2 separate regions of the Zea mays genome follow, and region 1 is linked to region 2. A link is a contact called in public Hi-C data. All regions are on one chromosome and are shown on one strand. The core of a region is the stretch at or near the end of the contact, and the rest is flanking DNA. Distances in the headings are between cores, read along the strand shown.

The links. Hi-C and Micro-C count contacts between places; a contact is called where the count stands out from the background.
Region 1: a contact with region 2 is called in a Hi-C map of ear, with 1.8 times the contacts expected there. The contact joins the promoter of LOC100501454 here to the promoter of LOC100280417 in region 2. A contact is called at or near these places in 2 of 25 Hi-C or Micro-C datasets (ear and leaf).

What each region holds. Positions count from the first base shown.
Region 1 is chr4:164,879,875-164,882,574 of Zm-B73-REFERENCE-NAM-5.0, forward strand. It overlaps LOC100501454 (nine-cis-epoxycarotenoid dioxygenase6), which reads right to left and starts at 1,336. Exons shown (of 1, transcript NM_001196164.2): 1 at 1-1,336. The coding sequence starts at 1,251.
Region 2 is chr4:164,699,094-164,701,838 of Zm-B73-REFERENCE-NAM-5.0, forward strand. LOC100280417 (Rop guanine nucleotide exchange factor 14) reads right to left here and starts at 1,353. Exons shown (of 8, transcript NM_001153340.1): 1 at 1,236-1,353; 2 at 736-964. The coding sequence starts at 916.

The DNA.
Region 1 (2,700 bases), core at 86-2,585, 180 kb after region 2:
CTTGCCGGAGTCAGACCCCACGGGCGCGCCGCCCGTCACCATGCCCATGGGCTGCATGACGATCTGTATCTCCGGGAAGATGGCGTACCGCTCCGTGACGGCGAAGTCGTGCAGGAACGACGGCTGCTGCACCGAGAAGATGGGCACGTCGGGGCCCTTGTTCCCGGCCGGGTCGAACCGGAAGTAGGTGACGAACGGCGGCACGGGGCCGTAGCGGAACGCGAAGACCTCGCCGGTGACGGGGTCTTTCTTCGGGTGAGCGGTCATGCCCATGAAGAGGCGGCCGCCGAAGTCGCACCGGCCGTGCGTGGTCACCTCGCCGGTGGCCGGGTCGACGCGCACGGTGTACGGGAGATCCGACTCGCCAAGCGCGTAGAGGCGGCCGCCGAAGAAGGCGAGGCTGGTGTTAGCGAGCCCCACGCCCTCGGCTGGGTTCATCTGCCCGGTGAGCACTCTGGCCGCCACGACGGCGCCGCGCGCCAGGCCGGCCACGCCGTGGAAACCCGAGAAGACGTTCGGCATGACCGGCGCTCCCGCGTCACGCTCCACGAGGTACTTGTACGTCTGCACGTAGCGCGAGCAGAGGACGGGGTCCGACGACGGCGGGGACCCCGCCGTCGGGAGGAGGAGCGAGTGCAGCATGCCGTCGCCGTCGAAGAGGTGGTGCGGCCCACGGGGGAGGTGCTGCGGGTTGGGCCCGTTGCGGATGTAGGCGCCCCCGGCGAGGCAGCGCGGGATGGCGCCGCGCACGACGGGGCAGGGCGTCGGCGGCAGCTCGTCCACTGGCGCGAAGTTGGTCGACAGCACGTTCCGGGGGTCCACGGACGGCCGCAGCGCCGGAGGGTCGACGAACGTGTTGATCGCCTCCTCCAGCGCGCTGCAGAACGCCATTGGCAGGGACGTGGCTGCCGGGGCAGGCCGGCGGCGAGGCTCAGCCCGAGCCCGAGCCCGAGCCTGGCTCGGCGCACGTGCAGTTCTTGAAGTGCTGGTCTTGGCGGCCACGAGATCTTCCAGCTCCTGTCGCCCGGTCTGTTTCGGAGCAGTGGACTGGACATTGTCAGTGGACGGAGGGGCGGTGACAACAGTGGCAGATGCGGCGGCCGACGGCGGCAGAGACGGGGCACTCTTCTTCCTGTAGCTGGAGTTGTGTGCAGCAGCAGAGGCGGAAGGAGGGATGTAGTGAACCCTCCGGGACGATCTTGAAGCGTGTGCACTCAAGCAGAGGTTAGAGGTGATCAGTGTTCTCTCCATTCTGCAACCTGGCCTTTAGATCAATGTGTGTGGATTTGGATCAAAGCTTAGAGCACAAGTAATTATGGAGCAGCGCAATCTGCTCACCAAATTGGTGTGCTAGAAAGAAGTGCTTCTGACCTTGCATATATATAGGCCTAGCGCTAGCTCGAGGATCTAGGGAGATAGTACTACTAATCATAGAAGTGGTGGCTGATCCTTGTCATATAGACTACCCCTGCAAAAGGCGCATGTATATAGATGGATTTTGGAGCGCTACGTTTCATATGTTGAAAAAGGGCATGATAAAGAAATAAAAATATCAGAGCAAACAAACCAAAATATACTTAACGGTACACGCACTTGTGTGTGTTTTGTTTCGTTTTAATCTGTTACTATTCGGTTGCCCGTGCGTTGCAACAACTCATAACAATACCCACGTAAACTATGCACCAAAAAGATCTAAAGATTTTTATTGATTGTCTCTGCTTTCTGCATAATTTTTTTTATTTGACTAAGCGAGTCGACATCGTGGTAAAGAAAAGGTCATGTAGACAGGCGATGTCAAACCATCGAATGGGTACCATAGGTAGCAAATCAGGGACCTCATCCATCGCCTCTCCCACTTCCAAAGTTTCGTAGACCAGGAAGGGAAGGAAAGAGGCAGTCATACATGTTCGTTGCCGGAGAAGGACACGACGAAGACATGGACATCTGGAGGCGACATAGGTAATATACCGCTAGATACATACATGGAGACAGCACACAAGCGGAGAAAGAAGCCCAATCAGGGCAACTCCAAACCGAGAGGCACCCGCACCAGGCGTCAGTCCGAAAAAGGCGAGAGAATGCGAGTGCCTTCCAGCCCTGGATCCGCCGAGGCGACACAACACCACCACCAACTCCGTAGCATATGTCGACTACTGCCGCGCTACAGGCTTTGATTGTCCAATATCTCAGATCTGGACTCGTCATCGCCAAGATAACCTAAGTGTGGCAGGCACCGTCGTGTCCTCCTCGGCAACACGCACGAAGAAAAGTTAGGAGCAAGATTGACTTGCCCGTACCCGCGTTGACGAGCGTCGGTCGGCTCACGGCTGCGACCGTAGGCAGGGGCAGCAGGTTGGGGAGAAAGAAAAGGGCGAAGGCCAAGAAGACGAACGGGACGTCCGACGACAGCGAAAACGATGGTGCGTGCATGCTATGAAACACCCTCGTGGACGTGCAATAGCCACTGCGCGGGTCGGTGTCGGGGCTGGTGTCGGACTAATACGGAGAGGAGACGCCTGCTCCCACGCCGTCTGCCGAGAATGCGTGGCACGGAGGCGAAGGCATGAGGGGAGAGAGAAAATAAGCAGAATGACGAACGAGGTGGCGGCAACTGAGGTGAGCACCATCATTATCGTGCGAAGGTATAGATGGACAAATGGGTCGTGCCTGGCGGGCTGGTCTGGGGCACGGACCATTTAA
Region 2 (2,745 bases), core at 103-2,602:
CTAAAAAGCAGCAGTGTATCACTAATGAGTGAGGAAACCGGCTAGCTAGTCTTTTGCGCACAAAGTCAATAAAAGGGCGCAGATGCCGCACGGCGCGCGCCTGACATTGCAGAAAACAGCCGAGGACCACTCCTGTTCTGAGCTGTATACAAACCTGCATGCTAACGAGCTCTAATATAAAAAAATTATAAAGATAGATGGAAGTAGCAAAAGGAACTCTCATTCGATTGTGCGATCCATGGAGAGCTAGCCACAAAGGTAAACGCAAATGGCAGTCAGGCACTCAGGCTGACACAAAAATGGCTCGCATGGAGTCTACGGGCTGTTGCAAACTTGCAATGGAAGGAGCAAGCTACTACAGCTGTGAATGCAGAACATGGTTTGGCGCGGCCGGGCCGGCCCCTGGTCGCATTAGGTGGGGCACAAGGCCGTGTGTCTCGTCGCTCCAATCTCCCTGTGACCCCCTCGCACGTTCCCAACCCACCGCACGGCCTGGGCGCTGCTCAATGGGAGGGACACTGTAGGGACGAGACGTCGCCCACGTTGCCGTCGCTCTCTAGCCTCTACTGGTGTCTAGTGTCTACCTATCCCTTTTTTATTTTTTTATATACATTTTCTCATCTTCTGTTGTGCGCAGTGCGGCAGGTGAAAAAGCTGGTGGATATATATTTTCTCATCTTCTGTTGTCGCCCCCAGGATCTAGATTACTGTTGGGAGGGAGTGAGGATTGCTTACTGTCGGGCTCTTGGTCCATGTCGATGCTCAAGTCCTGGGGCCGCCGCCGGCAGCACGCCAGCGCCTTCATCTTCATTCTCCGCCGATCCCTCCTCGCTCCTCTCCTCTTACCGCGCCGCAATGCCAGCAGCAATAACTGAAAAAGACAGGAGGAGACGAAACCCCACCGTAGCATCAGCATTTGATTGGGTTCGAATGAGAAGCAGGCCGGTCGCCGGACCGCAAACAGCTGCAAATAAATAAATAAATAAATAAATAAATAAATAAATAAAAGCGCAGCGATCTTGCAAAGATCACCCAACGCTAGTCTTCCCCTCCCCTGTGGTAGTAGTGATGAAGGAGAGGAGAAGGCGGGGAACACGAAGCTCTCGGGGCCGGGAAGGCACGCACTGCGGCAGGAACTGGAGCAGCACCGCGCGGCATTTCTGAGATAATACAGGTTCTTTGCGGAATGTCGGGGTCGGCAGGAGGGTAGAGGGAGAGAGGGGCAGCCGAAGTACCTTTGCAGCGTCGACGCCGCCCCAACAGCAACACGAGTCAGCGACCAGCGGGCGTCCGACACGGAGGAGAAGCCAAATGGACTTAGCCCGGGGGGGGGGGAGAGAGAGAGAGAGAGAGAGAGAGAGCGAGAGAGAGAGAGCGAGAGAGAGAGAGAGAGAGAGAGAGAGAGAGAGAGAGAGAGAGAGAGAGAGAGAGAGAGAGAGGGAGGGAGGGAGGGAGGGAGGGGGGGGGGGAGGGAGGGAGGGAGGGAGGGAGGGAGGGAGAGAGAGAGAGAGAGAGAGAGAGAGAGAGAGAGAGAGAGAGAGAGAGAGAGAGAGAGAGAGAGAGAGAGAGAGAGAGAGAGAGAGAGAGAGAGAGAGAGAGAGAGAGAGAGAGCACGCTGCTCGCTGCTCGCCGCTCGCCGCAGGGGGGAGCAGTAGCGCAGGCAAGGGAAAGGGATGGAAGCTGGAACTGGAAGGGGAAGGACCGAAGGAGTGGATGGGACTCGGGAGTGCGTGTGGTCGTGAAAATGGAGTTGGAACTGTCCGAGACCGACTGACTCTATTGAGTAATAAATGCTGGAGGAAGACGGAGTAAGCAGCAACAGCGACCAGGTGATTGAATCGAGCGATTCGGACTTGGGAGAGGACCGGACGTGTGAGCGAGCGGCAGCAACTGACGGCCTACACGGCTACTACTACATGGGACGATCTCATCCGTGCCGCGGCTAGACGTCGCTCAACGAGCTCCCACGATCCAACTTTTGAGCAACGCAGACAGACAGGCTCATGTGATGATGCATCACTCTCTCCCTCCACAACTTTTCACGGTACCCGGCCATAGTAGCACTTGTGTGTTTTTTTTAAAGGAGAACTTTGTTAGCCTCCTCCACTAGTAGTGTGATATCCTTAGCTTTTCCCCAGGTTTGCTTGCATTGACCAAACCAGAAACCACGAGGCGGTGCCGGTGAGAGGGATTGGAGCCATCTGCATGCTCCGGGTGGGTGGGGGCCTGGGTGGTGCACACAGCATCCAATGCTCTACTGCAATGGCGACGTTGCTTGCATCTCGTCCTCCCACTCCATCCTCTCCTCTGGCCTCCTGCAGCCGAGGGTGAGAGAGAGAGAGAGCAGTACAGCATCTGTGCGTGCAGCCGAAACCGAAACGAAAACGGACCGCTCTACGGATTTGTGCAGCATTGATTTTAATCGCTACGGTGCTGATGAACGCCTCGGAGATCCTGGCTGGCTCGATGGCTCAGCTGACAGCGTACTACGCGCACAGAGACGGATGCATTGATGTTAGCCGAAGAATAGAAGGATCGCTAGAGACAAAGCCGTCCATCGTCTGCTTGGTCCCCGTCCCCGAGTGTCACGCCGGATTTTATATAGGATAAAATAAAACTACGTGCATGTGTGCTTTAGGGCCAATTTTTTTCCATAAAAACGACGACTTTGTCAATTGCGAATTAGATATAATACTGTAAATTAAATACAGTGTACATAATAAACAAGTATCCGGTATATTAATA